Regions from separate parts of the Mus musculus genome. Here all the other regions are linked to region 4. Evidence: chromatin contacts called from public HiChIP or PLAC-seq and promoter capture Hi-C data. All regions are on one chromosome and are shown on one strand. The core of a region is the stretch at or near the end of the contact, and the rest is flanking DNA. Distances in the headings are between cores, read along the strand shown.

Evidence for each region. Promoter capture Hi-C pulls out the DNA fragments that hold promoters and counts their contacts. HiChIP or PLAC-seq counts read pairs in DNA pulled down with a chosen protein or histone mark.
Region 1: an H3K4me3 HiChIP or PLAC-seq map of embryonic limb bud shows a contact between it and region 4, with 5 times the contacts expected there. The contact joins the promoter of Arpp19 here to the promoter of Wdr72 in region 4. A contact is called at or near these places in 1 of 39 promoter capture datasets (hippocampal neurons) and 2 of 115 datasets of contacts at active chromatin or transcription factors (embryonic limb bud and embryonic midbrain).
Region 2: an H3K4me3 HiChIP or PLAC-seq map of embryonic forebrain shows a contact between it and region 4, with 4 times the contacts expected there. The contact joins the promoter of Fam214a here to the promoter of Wdr72 in region 4. A contact is called at or near these places in 2 of 39 promoter capture datasets (cranial neural crest and hippocampal neurons) and 3 of 115 datasets of contacts at active chromatin or transcription factors (astrocytes, embryonic forebrain and embryonic stem cells).
Region 3: a contact with region 4 is called in a promoter capture Hi-C map of liver, with 3 times the contacts expected there. The contact joins the promoter of Myo5a here to the promoter of Wdr72 in region 4. A contact is called at or near these places in 2 of 39 promoter capture datasets (both in liver).

Annotation. Positions count from the first base shown.
Region 1 is chr9:75,036,479-75,039,178 of GRCm38.p6, reverse strand. Arpp19 (cAMP-regulated phosphoprotein 19) reads right to left here and starts at 1,447. Exons shown (of 3, transcript NM_021548.4): 1 at 1,218-1,447. The coding sequence starts at 1,262. Gm51714 (a long non-coding RNA gene) reads left to right here. Exons shown (of 2, transcript XR_003948357.1): 1 at 1-612; 2 at 712-1,935.
Region 2 is chr9:74,951,757-74,954,456 of GRCm38.p6, reverse strand. Fam214a (family with sequence similarity 214, member A) reads right to left here and starts at 1,404. Exons shown (of 13, transcript NM_001113283.1): 1 at 1,179-1,404; 2 at 627-743. The coding sequence starts at 642.
Region 3 is chr9:75,069,777-75,072,476 of GRCm38.p6, reverse strand. It overlaps Myo5a (myosin VA), which reads right to left and starts at 1,271. Exons shown (of 41, transcript NM_010864.2): 1 at 818-1,271. The coding sequence starts at 844.
Region 4 is chr9:74,109,067-74,111,830 of GRCm38.p6, reverse strand. It overlaps Wdr72 (WD repeat domain 72), which reads right to left and starts at 1,497. Exons shown (of 20, transcript NM_001033500.3): 1 at 1,132-1,497. It overlaps Gm33407 (a long non-coding RNA gene), which reads left to right and starts at 1,547. Exons shown (of 4, transcript XR_379627.2): 1 at 1,547-1,698.

The sequences.
Region 1 (2,700 bases), core at 198-2,697, 930 kb before region 4:
TTGCAAAGTATAATATGACACAACATTATAACTGCCTACTGTTTTTATTATCCTTGTTTTCCTTCTTTTCGCCAGTTAACTTACAATTACTATCAGAAGAGAACTATGACAATGGAAGAAATAATAAAGGGTAAGTTGACATGATTAGAATATATGGAATGAGCAAAACCCACTAATCTACAGTGCAACATTAGTATAAGGATTACGTTTAAACATTAGACCAAATTCCATATACAGTAAAGCAGTTTGGTATTAATTATCAATCAATTAATAAATTTTGAGACAGGATTTCATTATGTACTTCCAGCTGGCCTGGGACTCACAAAATTCCTCTAGCTTCTGCCTGAGTACTGGGATTAAAGGCCCAATTTGGGATTTTTTGTTTGTTTTTAAAGAAAAATTGTTGGGAACTCATGACTTTTCTCCTTTGTTAGCTAACTGACTCCATGTACCCTGGAAGTCAAAGCATCATAATAATTACGACGGAATGGGCAGGCACTACATAAGCATACAGGCCTCAAACTCGTAGGTGTGCTGCTAGCACATTTCCCTTCAACAGAGACATACAAATGAGCTGACAAATATATCCCCATGATTCGAGAAATATCTAAGGTAGTGAAATTTCCTAAAGCTCCAATTCTCGATTTTTAGTCAAGTGCCACATGCAAAGCCCATCAGCTAGCTTTTTTTTTTTTTTTTTTTTTTGAGCAGAAGTTGTGCTGGGTTTTTCGTTTGGGCCTCACAGCCGTCGCGGGACGTAGGTACTATTACCGGGACTTTACCGATAAGAAGACTGAAGCCCAAAGGGTTCAGGAAAGAGATCACGAGGCCACACAACTCACAACCCTAATAACCGAGCCCTGCATCGCTGCCTGAATGGAGACACCACCTTAAAGAGTTCCCTGCAAGCTCACAAGTGGCCCGAGCGCTTCCGGAGGGACAACGTCCTGAGCAAATCAAAGCCCACTACAGAACCTGGGTCCCTAACATGGGCCGGAGTCCTAGCTGCCTGGTACACTTGGGTGCTACACCGAGGCTCGGGAGCGGATCGGTTCCTTTCCACTCGCCAGGGCCCTCCCCGGTTGCGGGAGGAGCCGTCGGCGGAGGGCTCCAGGCCGCCCTCGCTCCCGCGGGCCCGCCAGCCAAGGTTCCCGCCACACCAGGTCCCGCGGATCCCGCGGGTCTCGAGGGTTCCCCGGGTCCTCCGGCACACTCACCTTTTGCTCCTCCGCAGACGCTGCCTCGGGGACTTCCGCGGACATGGTGCTCCTTCTGCAGAAGAGACGCCGGGAGAAGACAGATTACCGGGAGGCAAGACCGCCCGCCACCTTCTGCCTGCCCCGCTGCCCGCCGGGCCGGCGGCTACCGCCGCCTTGTGACGACACGGGCCCCGGGCTCCCGCCCGCCGTAGCTCCCGCAGCCCAGGCCCGCCAGGCTCCCGCGCCGCGCCCTTACCTACCTATCCCCGCGCCTCCGGCCCTGCGACGCCCGAGCACTTCCTCTTTCCCTCAAAGGTTGCGGCTCGCGCCTCACCTCACTTCCGTCCATGGGCGCACAGTGCTTCCTGGGAATTGTAGTTGGTCTGTGGCGCTGTGTTCCCCCTCCCCTCCACTTCCCCCGCCTTTCCAGACAACCCTGACCTCCTATTTAGTCCTCTGCTTGCTTGGCAGTACCTCTGCTTCAGTTTAACCCCATCCATCTTTACTTCCTCTGTTCTCTAACCTTGCCTCAGCGCCACCTTTTCTTCTTAGATCAACCTCTTCAAGCTACCACTGCTCCGGAGAGTTCTACAACAAGCACAGCACCATTACACAGGAATTGTGATTACTTTAGTAATGTCACCATTCCTCTTCATGTTAGCCACAGCAGGGAAGAAGTCAATATTTTACTCCCAGACCTTGATATTTCCCATGCAATAAATCACTGATAAATCAATTCAGCTTCCATTCCTTGCTCTCCCACGGCAGTCAGCTCAAAACATTGATTTTCAAAGCAATGATTTTCTTAACTGTCAAGTCCGTAGCTTCATATTTATTCGTCATTCTACTAAGCATCTTATAGCTGCTGGCACATTTGGTTCCAAGGAAATGTCCCTTAGAAATCTGGGGCTAAGGCAGACTTATATAGTTAACTAGTAAGAATCAGAAGGCAATGCAAGCAGTTCTGGAAGACAGGAGAACAATCAAAACCTCAGAGTCATTGGATATGGAATGTGGAAGACATCAAAATCAAAGCTGAGCCCTCTGGCATAGGACTGTAATCCCAGCTGTCTGGGAGGCTGAAGCGGAAGTGTGGCAAGTTTATGTATGCTTAGGTTATAGAGTAAATCAAAGGCCACCCTGGGGGATTTAGTGAGGCCCTGGCACAGTGGTAGAGAGTTTGCTTAGCACGGGCAAGTCCCTGCATTCAATCTCTCTCTCTCTCTCTCTCTCTCTCTCTCTCTCTCTCTCTCTCTCTCTCTCTCACACACACACACACAGAGAGAGAGAGAGAGAGAGAGAGAGAGAGCTTGGAAGTTGGCTCAGTAGCAGATGGATGGGTTGCCTGGAATGACTGTCCCTGCGTTTGACTCCAAGCAGCAGATTAAACAAGTATAGTGGTGCAATGCTTGAAGTCCTAGGACTGGGGAGGTAGAGGCAGAAGGATCAAGAAGTTCAAAGTTATCCTCAGCTTGAGTTTGAGGCTAGCCTGGGCTATGTG
Region 2 (2,700 bases), core at 155-2,654, 840 kb before region 4:
GGAACTCTGAAAACAATTGGAATTCCCTTAGAGCATAAAACTAATGAGGGGCCACAGTGGTACATTGCCTGTAATGCTGCTTTTCAGGTGAAGGCAAAAGGATCCTTAGGGACTTCTGGGCCTACCTGGGTTACATGGTAAGACCTGTGCCAGCCTAGACAACTTGACAAAACCCTATCTATAAAACAAACAACAAACAAACAAAACACACCAAAAAAACCCCAAACAAACAGCGAATGAAATGCAAATGGCTACAAATATTACTTTTTATCAAGTTCAAACTCAAGTTTCAAAAGTTGACAAACTTTTCTGAAGTTGGATTGACTTCACCTAAAAAAATTGAAGAACTGCAACTAAAAAGGATACTAAGCCTGTGGCCACTAACAAACACTTCCTTTGACCCCTTCATCCTGCTAAACACTCTCTAAGAACAGGTCCTTCCCATCTGACTTTAACCACCTACTCCATAAGTCCATCTTTTTTTTCCCCTCAGCGTCTGGTATCTTCAGAGAGACAGTTCGTCACGTCTGACACAGGAATGGTTGATCCTGCGGAAAATTAGGTTAACACCGAAGGAGACAGAGAAACAAAACACAACTCAAGCTCTACTTAAATAAATCATTTACCTCGGTCTGGCTTCATTTTGGCATCCAATTTCCACCCAAAGTGCTGTAAAACACAGGTGTGGGTTCTTCCAACCGGCACACGGCTGACTCAACGGCTTCTGCTTCGTTTTCCAAACGCTAAGAGAGCAAAATAAACATAAAAAAAAAAAAATAAGAAAGAAAAAGAAAGACGGGTCTTAATTCCCCCGGATCTTGCAAGAAAACTACTAAGTTGGGCCTCTTCCTGGTGCAGACCTGCGGTGACAGAACCCTGGGCAGGTCTGAAGGAAAGGCGAAAAAAAGCAGCTCAAGTCTGCGCACCGCCTCCCCCGGCGTCCTCGGGCCTAGCACCCCTGTTCCCCGCCCCTGGGCTCTCCAGGCCAAGGTGTCCTCCTCTGACACAGCGTCTCGGAAGCACCAGCAGGATCTATTTATGCCCTGGAGGTACAGGCACAGAGGAGGAAGAGTCGGGCCACAGGAGCTAAGGCAGCCCTCGGTCCAGTAGCCTCTGGGCACCGAGGCACCCCCGCAGGGGCTCGGGCGCAGCAGCCCCCGCAGCCCCCCGGGCCTCACCTGCGGGGGATCCCCTCTGGCTAGCCCCTCCGAGGCTTCAGTAGCCGGGTTCCAGCCGGAGCCGGTCAGCAGCAGAGTCTGGGCATGTCCTCAGCCGCGCCGACCCACGCGTGGCTCAACCCACCCGGGAACGGCTCCCATGGCCCGCCCGCTCGCCGCCCTCCGGGACCCCTCGCTCCTCCTCCCGGCACTGCTCTCTGCGGCCGCCCGGCCGCTCACATCACACTCCGTGCTCCGAGCCACGCCTCCCCGAGCGCAGCGCGCATCTACCCCGCGGCCGCCGAGACGCCGAGACGCCGAGACGCTGCGCCCGCGCATCCACCGTCCCCGCTGCCTGCCCGCCTCGCTCGCTCGCTCTTTACTCTTTCTCTCACTGTTTGCCCTGTCAAAACACTACCCTGGTCACGTGTCCCAACAACAGCCAACCCACTCTCGTCACTTCCTCCGCTGAGGCTGCGCGCGCCGGTTGTTATGGCAACGCCGCCGCGCGTCCTGGAGTTGGAGATTGGGGACCGGTCTTCCCGGATAAGGGTCTCAGAGGACCCAGGGACCCGCAGGGACTGCCTGCACCGCGCGCCTAAGCAGCCAAGGAACTGCGCTCCGGGTGCATTGGGGTCACCTGGGAGATGTCAACCTAGGGCTTACCCCAGACGGGAAGATAATTATAGTTTCTACTCCTCCACAGGGATGCTGGCCTGGCGCAAAAGAACTGGGAATCCAGCCTTAAATGCATGCAATTTCCCAATGGAATCCGTGTTTGATGTGGCCAGGACAGGAAGGTGGGGAGCCATACCTTCCAGAGAAGGGTACTTGGAAACCAAGGAAGGCCTGTTCCCACTGCACCCCTAGATTTTCTGCATCTCTAGGACTTAAGAACCCAAGCTTCAGAAGCACTGGATGAGCTAAAAATAGCTTGTAACTTCTAGAGCACTGACTCACCGCCAAGCGGACACTTCTGACACCATGTTATTGTTGGGGAGCTGTAATTTTCTTGTTGTGCTATAACAATGTGACACGATGACACGGCGTGTTCTGATGTTGTGTCATCATTTAAACACAAACAGATGTCAAGAATTGCTGTAGCTAAAAAAAGCAACAAGGGTTGCAGCTATTAGCCACTCAGTTTATAGGCAAACCCAAATGAAGAAGTACAAAATTGCAAGGGTCTAGTTTCATTGGGAAAAAAACATGCTTTTTTAAGAACCTTTTTTTTTTCTTTTTGCATATGAGAATCACAACAGGAAGGACTAAGATCATCTGTGGTCGACTCTCTCTATAGTTTTCCGTTTCTACATTTTTAGAGGGTTATTTTTTTAACCCACAGTTTTTGTAAAGCACAAGATTGGCAATTTTATTTATTGTTGTTGATGATGATGATGATAATGTAAAGATTTTATTTTTCATGTATGTGTGAGGCTTGGACTACTGATCAGTGGTAAAGTGCTTGCCTAGCATGCACAAGACCCTAAAAATAAAATAACGGTACTTATATGTATGGGTAGTTGTGTGTTTATCTGTGTAC
Region 3 (2,700 bases), core at 22-2,521, 960 kb before region 4:
GAGGCCCTTACATTCAATCTCCGTGCCTGAGAGGGAGACAAAGGCAGAGACAGAGAGAGACGGGAAGAAAGAGATTCTGGTAAAAATGTAAAAACATGAACTTGAAAAGTTAAGGCAATTCTGTTGAGTGGAATTAGAGGTAATTTTAATAATCATTAGCTGGCAAAACATCCATTGAAACCGTAACATAAGATACCATGAATGCATACACCACACACTGCCCAACACAGATTTTCTAAACAGTCTCTCCAAAATACGCCATTCAGAGATTACCAGACCCTGAGAATATGGGCGTCGGTTTAAGATTGAAAAGGCTGCCACTTCCCCTAAATGAAGACCAAAAGGGAAAGGCTCGCCGGAAAGGAGGGTGAGGACACAGAGCTAACGAGGCTCTCGGGGATAACGCGCAGGTTGCAAACTCCCAGGCACCAAGAAGCCTAAGAATAAGCTCGCCATCTCCGGGCTGCATCTTCCCACAGGCTCCGCACCCCAGGGCAAATGGCAAGAACCCGGCAGCTAAAGGTGAAAGCGGACTGGCCATAACTGCAGAATCCGAAATAATCTCCCCGAGAGGCTGCTGCCTGGCGCATACCGGCACAGGACGTTATTTTAAGCACGAGTCCCGGGAGAGCGGCCCGAGCATCTGCCCAAGAGCATCCCATCCGAAATGGGCTCGGGAGGCAGAGCAGGGAGGTACAGCCGGGCAAGGAGGTACAGCCGGGCAGTGGGGTGCAGTCCGGTGGAACCTGCCGGTCCTACAGCCACGGTCCCGGCCGCGCGACCCCTCCCCAGGACAAGGCTCTGCGGCGCGCGTTACCTTGGTGTAGAGCTCGGACGCGGCCATGGCGGGCCCAGCGCCGACGCCCCCCGCCTAGGCGGAGGCCGCAGCTCGCGTGGCGGCCGCCCGCGCGGGTGAAACGGTGGCGGGCGGGGAGCAGGGGAAGGGCCGGGCCGGGCAGGGCGGGCCAAGCTGGCGGGCGGGCCCGGGCGGGCCGGGGCGGGGCGCGTCAGGCGCTAGCGGCGGGCGGGAGCCTGACAGTCATCACCTCCAGGGCTCGGCGGCCGCGTGAGCCCGAGGCGCGTGCTCGGGGGACTCGGGTACCAGCCTCCGCGGCCGTCGCCGCCTCAGTCTCCCCAAGCCGCCTGGTCCACACACACAGCCCTTGCGGTCTCTTCAGTCGCCTCGCGTCCTCAGCGCCCCCTCGCTCCCTCAGTTTCCTCAGCCGCTTCGCCTCCTTAGAGGCCTGGTCTCTGTAGCCTCCTCTGTCTCCTCCGCGGCGCGCGATGCCGCCGCCGCCGCCGCCGCCGCCCTGTGCATTGTGGGAGCGGGAGGAGGCTGCGCTCGAGCGCTGCCACCGCGATCCCTCCCGGCTCTTTCGGGCTCACGCTGCCTCCCATCGGCGGCGGGCACCGAGCATCCTCGGCCCATGCGGCTGGCATCCCAAACCTGCTTTGGCGGAGTGGCCCCCCACAGTGTGCGCGAAGGTGGGGCAGTGAGGGAGCGCGTCCCGCTCGAGGTAGCGACGGTTAGAGTGCCCGCGTAGACCCGGCAGCCTCAAGGCTGCTCCTCCTGGCCCTGCTGTTTGTAGGGAGAGGACTTGAGGTAGGGGAGGGTTCGGGAAAGGCCTTTCTGAGAACCTGCAACTCCAGAAGAGACTTGCTCACGGCAGGGCGGGAAGCTGCACCACCCGGAATTTGAAGGATGCTCAAGGTCACTCTGCATTTGGGTTTGCACCCTTGGTGATGCAAGGACATAGGGTGGCCTCTAACACACAGAAACTCCAATGAACCTGAAAACAAGATGGCACTGGGAAATGGCCCATCTTAGACTTGGGCGTTTACATAGGTTCGCCACCATTCAGAATGAGACCTTTGTTCTGCTGATCGTGACAGCACTACCTGATGCTGATCCTGGAGTCACCTGAAAACGGCAACCTACTGAGAGAAACTCAAGTGTTTGCAGTCTTGACGCAGTCTATTCCGTGCCCTTACACGGACACAGGAATGTGGTCTTTTTCATCCCAACATGTTCTCTCCAGCCACACTTTCGTGCTCACTTGGAATACTCTTTAAAATTTTTAGCCTTTTAAAATGTGTCCATCTTCCTTCTTTAAACCTTAAGTTGTGGCCAGTGCCTATCATGGGAATCCAGTTTTATTGTTTGGCTTGTTGGGTTTTGAGACAGGTCTCACTAAGCAGCCCGGGTTTTCTTCAAACTCGCCATCCTCCTGCCTCTGCCTTGTGAATGGTGAAATTTTAGAGACATGGTTCTGAGACCAGTACAATGGCAGTCAAAGCACAAGCCTGACTCCCTAGTTATGTCTGAACATGAGGTGGGTATTTGAAGGAAGACTGTTCACCACTTTGATGTTTCTGGATTCCATCCTTTCTTTGTCTGCCTGTGAAAGGAGACAAAATGTACTTTGAGCCAGCAGAGCATCCAAAGCAATGAGTTGAGCTCCTGTCTCTTACACTTCCTTCATGCCTGTAGAAGGTGCCTGTTTCCTTACCCTCTAGATATTAGCTACCGGTCAGGACAGTTGAGGAATACTGAGTATGATGGGTTGGTGAGTCGGAGGGGGGGGGGGTAGGAAGAACCAAAACACTCAAAACTCTGAGAGTTCTTATAAAAGTGACTTTTATTTACATGAACAAAAATAAAATTGGAATCATTCTTTCAAAATTTTCAAAGACATACTT
Region 4 (2,764 bases), core at 248-2,747:
TGGTAAAGTCTGGCCACTGACATTATCTTGAGAAAGAAGTTCCAATGTACAAATATCTATCCCCTTAAAGAAGTGGTGATATTGGACTCAACACAGAAGATTGACTTCTGTGGTTTTGAAAATCAATCCTCCTTTTAGAGTGTCACAGGAAGGACTACCCTTCTCTTTTAGTGTATTCTTGAATATACTTTTGAGGGACTTAGTACTGAACTAAGTAAGGAACTAAAGGAAACAAAGGAACAGGTGATGGAGAGAGAGAGAAGAGGAGGAGGAAGAGGAGGAGGAGGAGGAAAAGGAGGAGGATGGACTGCAAGTAAGCATAGCACTTGTTAGAAAAAGAGCTTACTTTTCCAGAATTCTTGAGATTCCTAGAAAGTAGGAGGAGGGGCTCACTGGCCCCCACCCCCTTGCAGTGGAGCTAACAACAGCTGATGACTTCAAGTCCAGGACAAGGTAGTAGGGGTGTGGCCCTACTAGATGGACCATGCTTCAGTGGAGGGCTCTAACACATGTTATGTGGGCAGCACAATCGGACTCCATGGATTATTTAAAAACAAAACAAAACAAAACAAACAAAAAATAAAAACCAACTTGATGTTGGGAAGGAGGAGTGCCATGGTGAAGTGGATTTAGGTGGGATTAAGGGACAGAGTGGAAGTGACTATGAATGATCCAAATACATTGTTTGCATATATAAAATTTCCAAAGAATTAATAAAAATATTGTATAGGGAAAATACACTTAAAGGTGGGGGTGGGGTGAGGAGGGGGGAGTTGGGAAGATAGAGAAAGCGAAAACCCTCTATGTGCACAGGGACAGAGGCAGACAGAAAAGGGAGACGACAGATTCTGAGTATGTGCATTAGCTGAAAAAGTATTCTCCCAAATTGGCCTAGTGTTCAACAGCTGACCTTGAACTCCTGAGACAGACGACCTCCAGGAGGAAGAAGAAAGAGTGTAAGGCAGAGCTGGGCTCTACCATTGTTAACTGTACACAAACGGGCTGGAAGGAAAGATTCCTGCTGGACTGGAAACACTGCCCTAGAGGGAGTCTTGCTAGCAAGTCACCTTACCCAGTTTTCTTAGAACAGGCATCCCCCTGCCCTTTCAGCCTCTCCCCGTCCAAACTTACAAGAGTCTGGTCTTGGTTAAGCAGGTCTTCTTGGCTGTCTCGGCTACAGGTGGGAGCAGGGGCTTTCCTCAGCTCTGTGTTGGGAGCAGCCTTCAGCTGTCACAGCCAGTAAGAGCTCACCTCCACCGGGTTCTTCCTACTGCTGCGGAGGGAGCTAGTTGAAAAGTCCGAGAAACTCTCTTCACGGGAAAAAAAAAAGAACTCTCCCAAAGCACCCGGGAGCAGTTTCCCAGCAGAACCCAAAGTGGGGACACTACATGCAGCTGTCCGCAGCCCACTCCCACGGATGTTCAGACTCCCAGAGAGGGAGGAGCTGGGCGCCTTCCCGGAGCTGAACCAAGCCCACAGGTGACAGGGCCGGGCTCAGAGGCCTCAGGTCGGATCCGCCCCCACCGGCCTCTGTCTGCCCCGCCCAGGCCGGCGCTGACCCAGCTGGCTCTGGTCTGCCTGCTTCCCACCGCCCTCCTATAGTGGACTTGCCTGCCGCTGACCAGGGCCGATCTTTCCAGGGACACTGCACCCAGCAAAGGGCCAAGGTGCCAGGAGCACTAAGAACTTTAATGAGGGGTGAGAGATTCCCCGTGAGTCTGGAGAGCTGGGTTGCACTGTTGAGACTGCTAAGAGGGCTAAGAAAAAACTCAGGCAGTAAAATGCTAACCCTCACAAGAATGGGGTCCTGAAGCCAGTAAAAATGTCTGGCTTGGAGGCCTGTGCACTTATAATACCAGTTCTAGGGAGAGGCAGACAGGCTAATCCCCGAGGCCAGCAACCTGGCTAAAGCCCTGTGCTCCAGGCTGTGAGAGACCTTGTTCAGGGGGAGGGAAGGGGCGGGGGGGGGGGGAGGAGAGGATGGTCAAGTATTTTAATTGACAGGGTAGATTGGAAAAATGGATTGGAAAAATGGCCCTCTGCCATTCTTGGGTCACCCAGTTCTTTTATCCTTCAAACCATGAGGTCTCTGGATTAGGAGAACCCCTGCAAATAGGTGGACAGAGATTTTTAGCCCCCAACACCCCTATAATATCCGGCTTCTCAAGTGCTCAGGACATGGGATCCTGCCCAGGATGACCGAGTCCTAGGTTATAGATCTAGGAAAGACCTTCCTGTTCCCATCTCTGCTCTTGCTATCTTTATGTCTTAGTGGTGCCGATTCTCGTCCAGTTACAGCCTCACTTCCATCATGAGTTCTGACCCCTAAGTATGCATCAAAGTTAGGAAGTCCAAATGTGCCTGGTCTCTGAGACTCCCTTCAATGTCCTGGGCAGAGGCTTGAGTTTTCACAGGGGCCTGAGTGTGGAACAACTCAAGACTTAGTTGCTTATTAAGAGATCAGCCATAGTAACCTGGGATTTTATAAGCCAGCCTGCTGTTCTGGGTCTTACCCTATTAGGTCCAGTGTCAATCCATGATGCTTTCAAAACCAACAAGGAATAGGATCTGGGGAGAAGCTTTGGGGTTGAAGAAAGTATTGTAAAAATGTAACATCATGGGAACTTTACCCCAGGATACATTTTTAAAATGTTGACAAATAGGGTCTCTCTCCATCATAGAAACACGGAGGGGCTATGCTGCCAAGAATAACTCCTTTGCCCTTGGTCTATTTGAGAGACCCTATAGATCTCACCTGGAAGGG